Regions from separate parts of the Columba livia genome. Here region 2 is linked to region 1. A link is a contact called in public Hi-C data. All regions are on one chromosome and are shown on one strand. Each heading gives the region's core, a stretch centred on a gene start, on an enhancer-like site or on the middle of the called end of the contact. The rest is flanking DNA. Distances are from core to core; before and after follow the strand shown.

Evidence for each region. Hi-C and Micro-C count contacts between places; a contact is called where the count stands out from the background.
Region 2: a Hi-C map of crop shows a contact between it and region 1, with 3 times the contacts expected there. The contact joins two enhancer-like sites. A contact is called at or near these places in 2 of 2 Hi-C or Micro-C datasets (crop and liver).

The regions. Positions count from the first base shown.
Region 1 is chr13:13,687,195-13,694,191 of bColLiv1.pat.W.v2, forward strand. No RefSeq gene overlaps it. Among named protein-coding and RNA genes, the nearest start is that of PLEKHF1, 4.0 kb to the right of the region's middle. Within about 2 kb of position 3,722, at least 1 of the 3 cell types and tissues checked has an H3K27ac peak away from gene starts, as active enhancers do.
Region 2 is chr13:13,800,459-13,807,455 of bColLiv1.pat.W.v2, forward strand. No RefSeq gene overlaps it. Among named protein-coding and RNA genes, the nearest start is that of URI1, 26 kb to the right of the region's middle. Within about 2 kb of position 4,278, at least 1 of the 3 cell types and tissues checked has an H3K27ac peak away from gene starts, as active enhancers do.

The sequences.
Region 1 (6,997 bases), core at 2,472-4,971:
CATTAGACTACAAAACCCACAAAGGACACCCAGGCAGAACTTGTGTAGCATGCTAGATGTATCCCAAATACAGCACCTGCACTGTTTGTGCTCTCTCTACTCAGAGAAAGATGGAAGTCCCAGAAAGAAATACAGCATTCCTATTGTAGATCTGCACTGAAATGAGGGCAAGCTGAGGAAACCTCCAGGAGGAAGCAGAACAGGCCACGCTCACACTGCTGATTGACTGCCATGCCTGCAAGATGGACAAGACTTTGAAATCCTTTGTAAGGAGACCAAACATATCACTTAATAAAAACAAGGCATCCTACAATGAACCTCCCTTTCCCATATTTATTCCTCTCTAAACACAGCAGTGCACAGATTATAGGAAATGGTTTTACATTTAACTTCAACCCCAAGTGGTAAAGAAACGGATTGTATCTCACAATGTAAATTTGCATCTACCATCATTTAATGGATGTTTTATACATGCTATGTACTACTGTGTTTTTATGGAAAGGCAAAAAAATTACTTGGGAATTTGTTTTTAATTAAGCAATAAGGCTCAATGGAGTACTGCTATCATGCAATAAAACCACTCCTGGGGTGTTGTGAGGCATTTGGTCCAGATGAGTGCTTCAAATCACCCCCAGATTGTGATTAGATGATTACTCCCTGGAGTTAATATTAGATGGTTCTCTCTAGAGTTGTCTTACTGCTATTATAAAAAGTCTTCAACATGGGGAAACTAAGTAGCTTTTGTGCTTGAAGAAGATGAAGTTCGCAGTTTCGACTGTTGAGTGGCTGTCTGAGCTGTGTGGGTCCCATAGATCAATTCACCTATTTAGCATGCGTGAAAGATCATCTCAGTGCATTTCCTTGACCCAAACAGTTTTACAATTAAGTGGCTTGCTTTCTTCTAGGAGAGGGAAGGATATAAAGAGCAAACAATGCCAAAATAAAGCAATCCCAAGACAAGAAGCTGAGGAATTTGATTCTGAGATATGTATTACTGGCTTTATCTGTTTGTAGGGAATAATAAATCCTAATCGCTATTATGCTAATTGTATTAATGAAGGCTAATGCATGCAGTAGCAGTAAGAGATTCTCCCAAGTTGGGTGCATGAGGAGGTACACAGCCTGAGGCATTTGTGGGGGTTCCCAAGCTAATGAATTCAAACAGCTCAAACAGTACAGTGCCAAACTGTGGTGTCCTCCCCTGCCTCCCCCTGATCCTCTTCAGGGTTGAGGTTAGAGAAGAAATAATCCATTCTAAGACACACACAAAAACAAACAAGCAAGCAACAAAAAAAAAAAAAACACCACAGAAAACAAGAAACAAAGCTTCCTGCATATTTCAGTATATCATTAAGAGAGAAATCTCAGGAAAACATTAACTCTTGCAGGTTCTTCCACTCCCAAAAAGGCAGGATGGTGGCACATGTACATGGACAATTTTTGCACAGCTTGAGATTAAATGCAGAGCAGAATCCTCAACTCCTCCTTCAGATGTAACTCAACAGCCCACAACACACCTCTTATTTCACAAAATCCCTCTGGTTTCTCAAGCAGGCAACAATTTTTACACTTCACAAATTAAGATGTGATCTTTCACACATCCTCTGCACCCTAGCCTGTACCACATCTCATACCCTACACAGCCCAGGCAGCAATGCACTCTGTAAAAGCCAACCAACCTCTTCCACCTGGTAAGAAATCCCCACAGCTTCTCCTTCAGCTCAGCAGCTCTCCATTTAAAGATCCAGCCTGCCAATGGATGGGAATCCCAGCCAAGCTGAGGCTTCCTCTCTTGGTTTCCAGAATGTCAGCAGAACACCTTGAAAAAAAACACTGCCTTTCTATTTTCCCTTATATTTGAAGACCATGAAAGGAAACATAGATTTTCTTTTTTTTTTTTTTTTAATTTTCCCCTTTCACAGAGCTCTCTGCAATATGCACTTGATGCATAAAACTTCCCCAGGCAATCACAGTAGATGCCTTCCTACAGAAAAGCCACTGAATGTGAGGCAAGGCGTGGGTTCCTTACAAAGGGATGATTTTTCTTTTCTGAGTGACACACACACTCATCCTGGTCAGCAGTTCCAAAGAAAAGAGGCCAAAGCATCTTCTTCACATAAATAGAAGCTATATCCATGGGCAAAGCAGGGCTTATGAATGAAGCACTTTTAGATGTCTTTGACTAAACAGTCAATCACAGGTGAACACATTTACATCTTTTTAAATTAACTGATGATTATCACACTCTTGTTCCTATGCTTTTTTTTCCCCCCACTTAAATATTTGAAATGCCTAATCTACCTAAGTTTAATGTTTGAAATACCTAATTGTTCACCATGATTTATACTCTGAATATGAGATCACTGTTTAAATAGAATAGCAATGGTAGGAAGAGTTCATCTGAAGAACATGCACAGAATGATGTTATTCTGAAAGGAGCTGAGCCCAAAAGGTGCTATACTCCCTCATAGCATGGTGCAAAACGCTTTCAGTAGCCTTTTTAGACACACTTCTTTTTTCCACATGAATTTCATGCTTTTTTTTTTCCTCTAATATTACATTCCTCTCTGCACTGGATACCTGCACATTCTCACAGTTCTGAGATTTCATACTCTGTTACTTCTTTCTCACCTCCCCCTTTCATATTTCAACTAGAACCTGCTCCCATTATCTGGGAACACTACTCAGAACTAGCTGTCTGGCAGTATGCCCAACCTACTGCTTGTTCATCAGTGTGTACTCACCTGTCCCCCTCCTCTGAAGAGAACAAACTTCTGAACTTTCCCCGTCATACGTCCCTGTACGGGGCAGCTCTTGGGTGCAACCTGGAGACTCACGGCGACTGACCCACTTGATCAATCCACTCAGAAAATGAACATGAAGCTCATGCTGTTAAGGATGAAAGAAAGCATGGGTTAGTGACACAACCTGAAAAAATGGAGACTACGTAACCTGGATTTAAAAAAAAAAAAAAAAAGCCTTTTCCACTGAAACAATACTACTCCTCCTTTGCTTGGATCCGCTCACTTTTCAGCTACAAAATGCCCTTCAAACCAACAGCCACATTGGAGAAGCCACAGAGCTGCCATGGGACATGTGGCATTGGTGCTCTGGGAGGCACAGAAAGGGCCATCAGTGTGGGATGTTGAGGGTGTTTCTGCACTGCAAGGCACATCCATGGGCCTGTCAGCAGCAGCTTCCCACTCACCACTGCACATGCCCAGCGCCAGAGGTCCAGCAAGCCCTCCTGACATCCACCATGCTCCTGCACACTCTCCGCTTGACCCCACGGGCATAAATCACTGTATTTCCTTTGCCCATGGTTTTTAGTTTCAGGTTTTACCATGTCTCCTGCTCACAGTATACTCTATCATGCAGAATGGTACACACAGATGACTTCAGATTAAGAACATTTCAGTGACAAAATACCCTGAGTATTTTACAGTTAAGAGGGAGGATATAAATGGAACTACATATTACATGCTGATCCAAAACAGAAATTAAAACTCTTGCCAAGCTTTACATCAGATCTTCTAACCACTTCTGTGATTACAGTTACAGACCACTGTGAAGAGAACAAGTTATTAAAACTGAAATTGGCTTAGCAGGGAAATCCCTAGCATTCTTCTCTCCCACTGCATGTTTCACCACTGCTATTTATCACTTAAAATTAAGAAGGAACAAGCAAAATACCTTATGGCTTCACAGCACAGAGATCCACAGTCAATTGCCAAAGCTTAACACAAATACCAGCTCACAGCCTAAAGATAGCATGGGTTTGAAACCCTTATCCTAGTGCTGACAACCACATGTGTCTTCTTTTACTGGGGAGAACACAGCCTCTTCTTTCTTTTTCCTAGGATCCATCCAAGAGTAAATAATTATTACGTATTTATACACAGCATTTAGACTTAGCATCTGCTGTTTACCTGCTTTGTCACTATTTGCTGTTCAAGATTTCAGATTCAACTCTACCTAAAGGCCAAGCACAGCACTGCACATGTGATCAGCAGAACAGGGCTGAAGGTCTGAGCAGCGAAGGGCAAAGCACAGCAAACACAAAGGCTCTTGCGATGCAAACTTGCAACTTTAGAATCTGCAAGGCTGAGTAGTTTTGTGCTCCTTGCACACAGCTTTTGCAATTATCACTGAGATTTCTGAGCTGGGACATGACCCTGCGGTGAGGCACATGGGGCCATGAGTCAGGAGCTCTGGGGGATGTTCCTCAGTCTCCCAAGTGATTCACTCTGAGCCAGAGCCTGTTGCTGCTGAAAACAATAGCAAATAACCCATTATTCCTACTTCAGCAATCACACTGCATATGACCATATGTAACTCTCCAAGTTTTTAGTTTTACTTCACTTAAGGAGGGTACAAAACCTCAAACAGTTCTTAGAATTTATGCTGCACTTCAAAATCCTTAAAGTGCTGCATACATGCAGAGCACAGTACGGCCATTGTAAAAACAAAAGCACATTAATTGTGCATTGCCTCATTATGCAAAAGACAGAGGAGCAAGCAGGTTTCAAGGTTGATTTCAGGAATATATTCATAATTCTGACAATTATTTTGCAGCCAGGCTCCCAGGAACAACTCAGGAAGTGCCACCTTTCCACACATGGACCCAGAGAGGCTGTAAGGACACAACGACACTTTGAAACAGGTTTGCCTGGAAGCAGTTCCAGCGCATGTGGACAAGTGATACATGAGAAAATGATGTTCTGAAGTTTCAGTCTGAGTGGGGCTCCAATTTCTGCACCATCAGACTTGTAAGAACCTCATTTCTAAAGCACACGAGTGATGCTGGTAGTGCTTGAGACACAAATCAATCACGGCAGTTCATACATTTCTAAAATAGGCTGATTAGTTGAATCCACCAGGAGCCAGACCACACAAACATTCATCCCTCCATGCACACCACAGTCTCACAGAGCATAGGACAGAGATTATTCATGCTTACAAGTAACCCTTATAAAGAACACACGTTGATTTATTCACTCATTAAGTAATAGCAGTATTCCAAGTTCAATTGAATAAAATTTCCATAGCTAAAACCTGTCTTGTCCGCTGATGAAATGCCCCATGTAGTCAATTAGTTAAAAACACAGTCTATCCTTTGATCGTGGTGAGTTTTTAACATCCCAAACTGAATCTCAATATTGAATTTTATTCAAAATAATTTTATAAAATGCGTTGGTTTGGGTTTTTTTTTAACATGCACTAACCATACACTGAGCTCAAAATGGAACAGATGTTTTTGTTACTATTATAATCTAATCTTTTCCTGCAGGCTGTTGTAGTAATTTTGCCACTAGAAGATAATAAAAAGCCATTTTCTCCCCTGCAGAGCTTACCTTTGGCTGACTCAGCTGAGCAGCTGCAGCTTTCTTTACTTGCTTTGAAATTATTGCATCCCAGTTAAGGAAGATATTTCTGCTACTGAGAAACAAGTGGTTTTGGAGAAAATGCCAGAGGCAATAGATCAGGTAATGCAACTGGAGCAAGGTAAAGAGACTTTAAAAAGACAGTAACTTGAGCTGTGGCTTCTTCAAGTGATATCACAAATGTTTCAGTTTTACAGCCAGGGAAAAAATGAGCTGCTGAGCCTGCCTATCAAATAGCTCTTAAGGTTACGGGTCAAACTCTGAGTTTGTATCTCAATAAGGCATTAAAACAAGGATGTAGCAGCTTCCAAAACAACCACCCCATCGTCAGCTCTCAAATGCAACTGGTTAATACTTACTGAATGCCCAGCGCACACCTGGGGCTTCCCTTCCCTTGTGCACCTGCTGCCTGAACACACCTCCACTTCTGACCCAAGAGGAGGAAAGCAGAAACAACCTTCAAATCCCATGCTGTTTGGTCAACCTAGTGCTACGTTTGGCTGACACATAATGATCACTGCCCAGGTGACCTCACTGAGAAACAACAAGAAAAATAAATCAAAGTACTACACCTTAATGATAAAGACTATGATTAGGATAACATGCAAGCAATTTCAGAATAGTTTTAGCACAAAGGAAAACAAAACCCACACACAAAACAAACAAAAAACCCAACTAAACAAACAAAAAGACACTTTAAGAGTAATAATCTATGTCTGGTTAGATGTGAATTATCCTGGGAGCTAAGACAAATTCTGACATATTTAATCCAGCACATTGTATATTTACACTTAGCTTTATGTAAAAAAGCACTTTGTTGAGAATTAATTTCTAGGCTGGGTAGATCTGCCCAGGCCTGGCAGATTGCTCACAGGGCAGCCAGGACAGAGATAGCTGGTGTCTGAGCTCAACGCTGAATGGCTCTGTAGTGAGAATTGGTCTGCAAAGGCTCTGCCCCTCCTTCAACCGACAGACCACTCAGTCCTGCTTCCCCACAAGGACAGAAAAGACTCCAAAGCCCTAGAAAAAATCTGAAAATCAGTGCTCAGCCCAGCAGCCTGCCCTGAGTAGCGAGCTCTCTTCTCTCAGGTTTTCAGAAGTCTGTTAACAACCCCACAGCCCTCTCTGTAACTCTCTCACACACCACCAGGGAGCCACGTACTGCAATTAGCTTAGTCCACGCTCGTCAGATCATCGGACGCAAAGCATGAAGATATAAAGTCTCGTGGAAACTCTTCTGACTGCCCAAGCACTTCAGTTCTGAAGCACACCACGAGCTTCCCAGCCCACATTATTACCAAAGAAAATGAAAACCTGGAGAAAAAAAAAAACACATTTCTAATACTTTGACAGCTCCATCAGTTCCCATTAAATATAGAAAAGCTATTACAGAAAGCGAGCAAGCATCTGAATTATAGACCAGCACAGGCCTGGGTAGCCAGGGGTTGTTTTACAGCACCAAGCAGGGCCAGAGCTCCGCTCACCCACATCTCCAGGCCGCCTGCAGCAGGTGCTAAGAGACAACCACGGGCTGTGCTCGCAGGCAGCAACGGGATAGACTGTGGCACACGCAGCCACCGAGGAGGCACAGCCACGGCAAAAGACCTCCTTGG
Region 2 (6,997 bases), core at 3,028-5,527, 110 kb after region 1:
ATTGGCCTCTATTACTTATTAATGAAAATCCAAAAGTGCATGTACTTAAGACCTTGCTTAGCTAAGGGGAGTCTTCTAGGGCCAATTTGTGTCCTATTTAATGACTAATGGCTATTGAGACATAATGTCCACTAAGCAGATATCACATCCTATTTAGTATTTAGTGTTTAAATATTTAATTAATTAAACACTGCCAAATATTTAATTAAACGCCATCAGAGCCATCCTGACACTTCCATTATGCATAATGCAAAGGAAATCAGGGCTTTCCTTATCAGCCCCACAAGTAATGCAAATTCAACCTTACCCAGAAATAGCTGGGGTCTGTGTAGCCAAAATACCTGCAATCATACACAATAGAGAGGGCTGTTTTTTAAAAAAACTTCTTTTTTTCCCCTTTGGTTTCAAATGAGCTGAGCTAAATGTTTTCTTAGTAAATCAGGCTCTGAAGTGACACGTAGGCAAAGTGGTGGTACTGTATGCTGCACTGCAACAAGAATACTATGCTTGTATATTGACTTTTAATTATTTAAAAGTAAATGACTGCTACTTAGCATGGCATACCTGCCAGCAGTTTACACTAGTTTTGCTTAAATATTTACTCTGCTATTCAATAAAAAATGAGTCTACTGAAGCAAAAAATGAGAACCTACCATATCACATGGTCCCTCTCCTACCTGTGGCATGCCAACTTCACACAGATTTATCCACAAAGAGATGCTAGATTTTGATGTTCTTCCTGTACTCAGCCAAAATATGGGCTTAAATTTTCCAGTTAGGTTGCCTGCTACAAACTGGGTCATAATTATCTGGTTTTGACATTTGTTTTCATTTTTACTTGGGAAAACTTGGCACTTAGAAATACAGAAAACTTCAAATCCCAGTTTCAAAATCTGGACACCCAGCAGGTACAGAAACATTTAGGGCTGAATTGCTTATTTGAATATTTTATTACCAAGCTCCATCCTCCGATGCGTGCTGAAGCTGCTAGATCGTGTTTCATCGTTTCCAGCCTGTGTGGGGATGTCTTATTTTAATGCTCCCACATGGGATCTCTTGCTAACAAGGAATGTGGCTACCAGTTGGAGAAACCATTAAAGTGACATCGTTTTTATGCTTGGATTCAATCCATTTATTAATGAAATGAGGATACATATTTTGGTCTTTCTTTAGAGGATCTTACACAATCTTATTGGCTGCTCTGGCCAAATTATCTTTCACTGTAAAGAGCTGATGTTCCACTTGCTCAAATTGGGTTTTACTTATATAAACAGGCAAAAAAAAAATTGGACTCACACTGTAAAAAGCCTCTATTGTTAGGACCTTTATCTCTCAAGTTCAGTGATGCTTCACGTTGTCCGTTTGCATTTATTGAATAATCAGTTGCCTGAATAGCCAGGCATTTGCCTACATCTACAGGCTGCTGGGATGTTTTGAATTTTCATGTTCTCCTGCCCACCCAAGCAATAACCTCAAACTAAATTTGTTCCTTTCACTTCTCTGCTCCTTACAGCTTTTTAAACAAAGGTATACGGCCACACATAGTAGGAATAAAACGCCATCGTGCCCACGCTTTTCCCAAAAATGAATGCTAAATCTGAGCAGGATGGAGGACTCATCCACCTCATTTAATGTAACAGATGCTTGATGGTCTTGCTCGATGTAGGTCATACCTTTTAATTAAGTTTTACTTTATTCTCATATGTATACATATAACCCCACATAATTCATTTAAAGCGATCTGTGTATCAAAGATGCAGAGGTGGCAGGGAACTGGCAGCTGTGAGCAGAGAGGGGAAGGACAGGGATGGTGGGATGCTCGTGTCTTTGGTCTTGGTCCTCTCCCCAGCACTGTAGGCTCCCAGAGGGGGAAAGCACCAGCTATGGGGAGAAAGCTGGGCTCTTTGGAGAGGAGCTTTCCCGGCCAAGTCAGGGCTGGGGACGCTCTGCCAGTGCAGCGTGCACCCGCTGCACTCGCCGCACTTACCCAGGGACTCGGTCCCAGCTGCAGCTGAGGCCTTTCTGTGCTCATTTATTATTCAGCACGTCTTGACTGCTTAATTGAGGAGATGTGTAGCAGTCTCTATTAGCGCGTGAGCTCTTTGGAGGGGAAATCAGTGCGGACAGTGATTCCATGTTTGCATTTTCACTTTATAAAGAAAAACTCCTTCAGCCATCTGCCATCAGCCCGCAGGTCCCCAGATACAGTTACCAGCCGCTGAATGTTGATGGTGCCCTGTCTGGGTTTGCATTGCTGATCGTGCCTTGTAGCTGTAGCTAAAACCAGCCCTGCTTGTCCCGCACAGCTGCAGGGGCCTCCTGCGCACCCAGCCCCCAACACACCCATGTCTGTGGTGCCCGACGCCACAGCTACTGGAGAAGGGCTAATGCAGGGCTTGTTTGTGCCTACACGCCTTGTGGGAAATGCCTTCTTTTCCCCCAGCAGGAGAGAAACCTCTCTCTGACTGTGGCATGTGCGGTGGTCGAGAGACCTTCTGTGCTCCAGCAGTGTCATTGCCCCAGCTGTGCTTCGCTGCCCAGCTTCACCTTCGGCTGAGAGCTTTGCAGGTCGCTCCTGCTCCAGCCTGCCTCCCCTGGAGGATCTGTTCCCGCGAAGTAGAGATATTTGGGATACAATTTTCTCCTGTTGCTACGTTTAAAAGATCTCAACAACATTAAGTTTCTTATCGCATCAGTAGCACACCAGCAAGCTGTGCTGAGCGTGGCAGAAAAGGGCATTGCTGGGTGGATGGCAGAAGTGGGTTGAAACGGGGCAGAGCTCTGAGCAGCGCACACCTCCAGGGAACCCGAGTTACCGCCTGGACACACTCTCCTGTCGCCCCAGCCCTGCCAGGAGACGTGTCCCTGGCAGTCCTGTCCCGCCGCAACGCAAAACCCATGGAAAGGCAATTCACCCCACAGCCACCTCTTGGCTCTCCGGCCCGGGGCAGCTGCGGGCGGGGAAGGCGCAGCAGGGGCCGGGCTGTCCCGGCAGAGCCCCCGCCCGCCGCCCGGCCCCGCCGCCGCATTGCAAAGGGTCTGCTGCCACCTCGTGGGCAGCTCCCCGTGCTCCCCGCCCGGCCCCGCCGCTCCGGCCCCGCCGCTCCCCGCCGGCTCCAGCATCCTCCCGCCCCAGCATCCTCCGGCCGCGCCCGCTCCGCATCCTCCCCGCGGCATCCGCATCCTCCCGCCGCACATGCAGACCCGCGCCCGTACCCACGCCGCTGCATTCCCACCACCCCAAAATAACAAGTTTCCCTTGTTAATAACGAGTCACCCCCCGGAGAATCCCACCTGCCTCTGGCCAAGCCACCCAGTCCGGCCCTGCCTCCGCACGGACACCTGGAAACTCTTGGTCTCTCGTGGGATTCTGTTTTCCACGCGAATAAAGTTTGGATTTCAGTCCCCACAGAGTGTGAGCAACTCAGAGAGGCACAACCAACGTGTCCTGTAAAACAGCTGCTGCAGCTGTGGCTTAGGATTGTCTGTGTCACAGAAACTAAACTGAAGTAGCTCGTTGTGTTTTGTGTAAATATGCAAAGCTTAAAAACTTTTCACTAATTTTGGATTAGTGTTGTTTTCCTACCCCTGCCCAGGTAGGTGAAAGGCTACTGGAAACACCATGTTTTTGGCCGTATTGGTTTATGGACAACAATTTTGTGCTTACACAAGGACCTGAATCCATATGTAGGTGGAAAAGCCCATTTTTTTCTCTCCACAGTTTCAAAATGTATATATTTCATTATCTCACAGAAGATTTTATCAGGCATGTTGTTTTCACTGCACATCCTGACTTAATGCAATGTGGCCTACAAAAATTAGTCATAACACAGTACATCAGCCAGGAAGAGACAAACATTTCCATAAACCGCATGTTCCATCAGCACGTTGGTGCAACCTATGGGCAGATGGTTTTGTCCAAATTCAGCGGAAGCACATGTTTTCCAGATGGCTCCATGTTCACAAATAATGTATTCCCACACAAGTCTGACCCAGACATGGGTCAAACTCAGTTTTGAAGCAAAGGTATATTAGTAACAAATGTGCAGTTTTTTTTCTCCCTGCCCCATTTCTGGGTGAGCACGCTATGAACCATTGGAAAGAAAGCTCCGTATTTCTAAAAATAGGCTCTAGAATAACTGAAGAGCCATCAGCTTTTATTCCGATGTGTTGGTTACCAGCTGCTGTGGTTGAGCACAGTGCTGACCACGCTGGGTGAGCAGGGGGGGCCACGAGCCGCAGGGTCTGTGCTCACCCCAGGCTGCTGCAGCCCTGGGAGGCCCCACGAGCTCCATGAACAGGGCGAGTGCTTGGTGGGAGTTCAGCTGACGTCCTGCTTCTGGGAAGCCCATCCAGCCACAGGCCCCACTTTGCATGAGCGCAGTGCTTTCTGTGCACAGTGCTTGTCTCCCAGGAGGTATCTTTGGGGCACTCACCAACTCTCCAGCCTTGCCCCCCATTTTAAAGAGGCAAAATACCAAGCGGGTGCGCTGCTCTGGTCATCACTCAGCACTGCATACCGCATTCCCCAAGGAAGCTGGGCACTGCCCCAGCAGGGCCAGTGGGACCTCCAGGCGATACCGGGGAGGTGCACAGGGGCCAGTAGCTGTAAGGCCCCCATTCCTGGCCCCCCCTACACTGTGTCCTGCGAGTCAGCTCTGCTCCTCGCCCTGGAAATGATTGTCAGTTGATCCTTCACTACTTCAGTGATGCCGATCAGCTTTTGAACTGCTGTAAATGAGGCCAATCAGCATTACTTTCGTTTCATTACTTCAAGAGCTTACTCATAAATTTCCTCTTATCCTGCTTCCCCTTTGGTCTGGAATTAGCCACAGCACTTGCTACAAGCTGCTGTACCCAGTTCTCCTCCACTGGAGCCGTTTGATCTTTCCTAGGTTTAGTAATCAACTGGCAAACACACCTTATTTTGTTTGACTTGAAGCAATACAACTTCTTGCCCATTTTTTCTCTGCATTGCACACACGGTGCTGCTGGGGAACAGGGGACAAGCTGCAGCACTTAACTGACCTCAGTATAACACGGGAGAGAATGAATTGGCAACAAGTCCATAAAATAATTAACAACATCTTTAATTTAGCTGTGTGAATTTTATGACTTGGATGTTAAAAGTGGGGAGGATGGATTTAATTGCAGACGAACGGGTGGGTCCCCCCTGTTACTGCTAAGCAGCCCATGGCTCAGCGTGCAGAGAGGATGGGTTTGACAGCAACATTCTTCTGGGGAGAAAACTAGCATGTTTCTGAAAAAGTACAGCAGGAATGTAAATCATTTCCCTTTTCACACCATTTCATTGGTGTTGGGGTAAGTTGAAATGAGGTGAGGGTTGGCTCCAACCATGCTCCTGCCCAAAGTGCCCCAAAGTGTCCCTGACTTGGATGGTTGGTTCAGGGAGCTGTGGCAGCTCTTCCAGCCAACAGCAGTTAATTAGAACCAGGGTGGGTGTAAAATAGTTGCAACAAATGCAAAGCCCTTCAAACGTATTCCCCTCTCAGGAGAGAGCACAAAAGGGTCATTTTAAGAGATATTTTCCCTTTATTTTCCTGACACAAGGTAACCTAAGGTGCTTTCAGCAGAAAACGGGCAGCAACTGTAATTTTTTTTTTTTTTTTTTAAACAATTAATTTTGCATGAAATGCAAGTTAAAAAATTACTTGCCATCTTAGTTTTGGAATCTCTTTTAAAGGATTGATGAATAAAATTAATATTGAAAGTCTTCAGAGCAAATTATTTGTGCGAGTGCCTGTACTTCTGGTGCTGAGCTTGAGCCTCCCTGGCCACCGTGGGCAAGGCTGGTGTGGGAGCTCTTAAAGGCCTTCCTTCCCTCCCTCCAGTCTCCATCCACTTGCCCTGTTGCGATGGACCATTTCCTAGCTAAAGACAAATGGCTCCACCTGTCATAAATTACAGATTTTTCTGGGGATTTTAAAAATTCGTAGCACCTGGAGGAAACCAAAGCTGCCCATAAAAGAGTCCTGTGCTCTTATGATGCCTTTTGGGGCTTGAGTTCTTGCTCTACACCTCTTTGTTTTGCAATCTCTGCTTTGGAGTAGACCCAAGGCAAACATTATTGCTTTGTGCTGTGCTGATGCTGGAGAGGTAAGGTGTGATCTCATGTTTTCTCTGTGTGGATCTGTAGGAGTCATTTGGGGCAGGAAAGCAGCAAGTGGGAGCCTGGTGCTTGCTGTGTGTGAGGGCTGGGTCTGACAGTGCTGGGAAGTTTCCTGCCCTTCTGCTGTTGTAGTGTGATGGTCTTTCCCAAAAAGCCTTTTTTTTCAAAGTGTTGCTGTGCACATGTGAAGTGAGAGCTGGAGCGCAGGCTGTGGGCTCTGCTCTGGCCGTGCTGCTAAACCACGTGCCCAAGGGAAGCAGCATCCTGGTGACTCCTGTTTATTATGTGTAAAATGGGGATAATAATAACCTACGTCACAGGGGTGTTGCAAGACTTAATTAATTAGTGTTTGCAAAGAGCTTTCAGATAATTGGATTAGAGGTGTTATATTAACACAAACTGTTATTGTTATTATTTATTTATTATGTACTTGTAGAGTTCATCTGCGCAGGATGTTTTTGCTGAGTCTAGCTTGCAGATGTAAACAGAAGCGATTGCATGAGTTAAAGGGAGCAAAAGAAGCAAATTCATGTTTTAGTTCTCGCTTGTCACCTCCCCAAGGCAAATACACAGAGGCTGAGCAACAGTTACAGAGAAGTTTTGAGTGGTGCCTCCTGCTGAAACTGAGAGGATCTCTACACTTCTGGAAAATGCCCAGAAAATGGGGTGGGGGAAAGGTTCCACATTTTGGGAGGCTGTGGTACAGCATGGCCCAGGCTTAGCTTTGCTTCCCAAGTGCCTTTCACCCCCTACTGACAGGCACAGGCTGATGTGGAAAGGGACTGATGTGGGATCCCTACACCCATGTGTTCATCCCTGGGTGAGGTTTGCTGCCCAGCAGCAGCTGGGCGTGGGAAGTGTGCACTG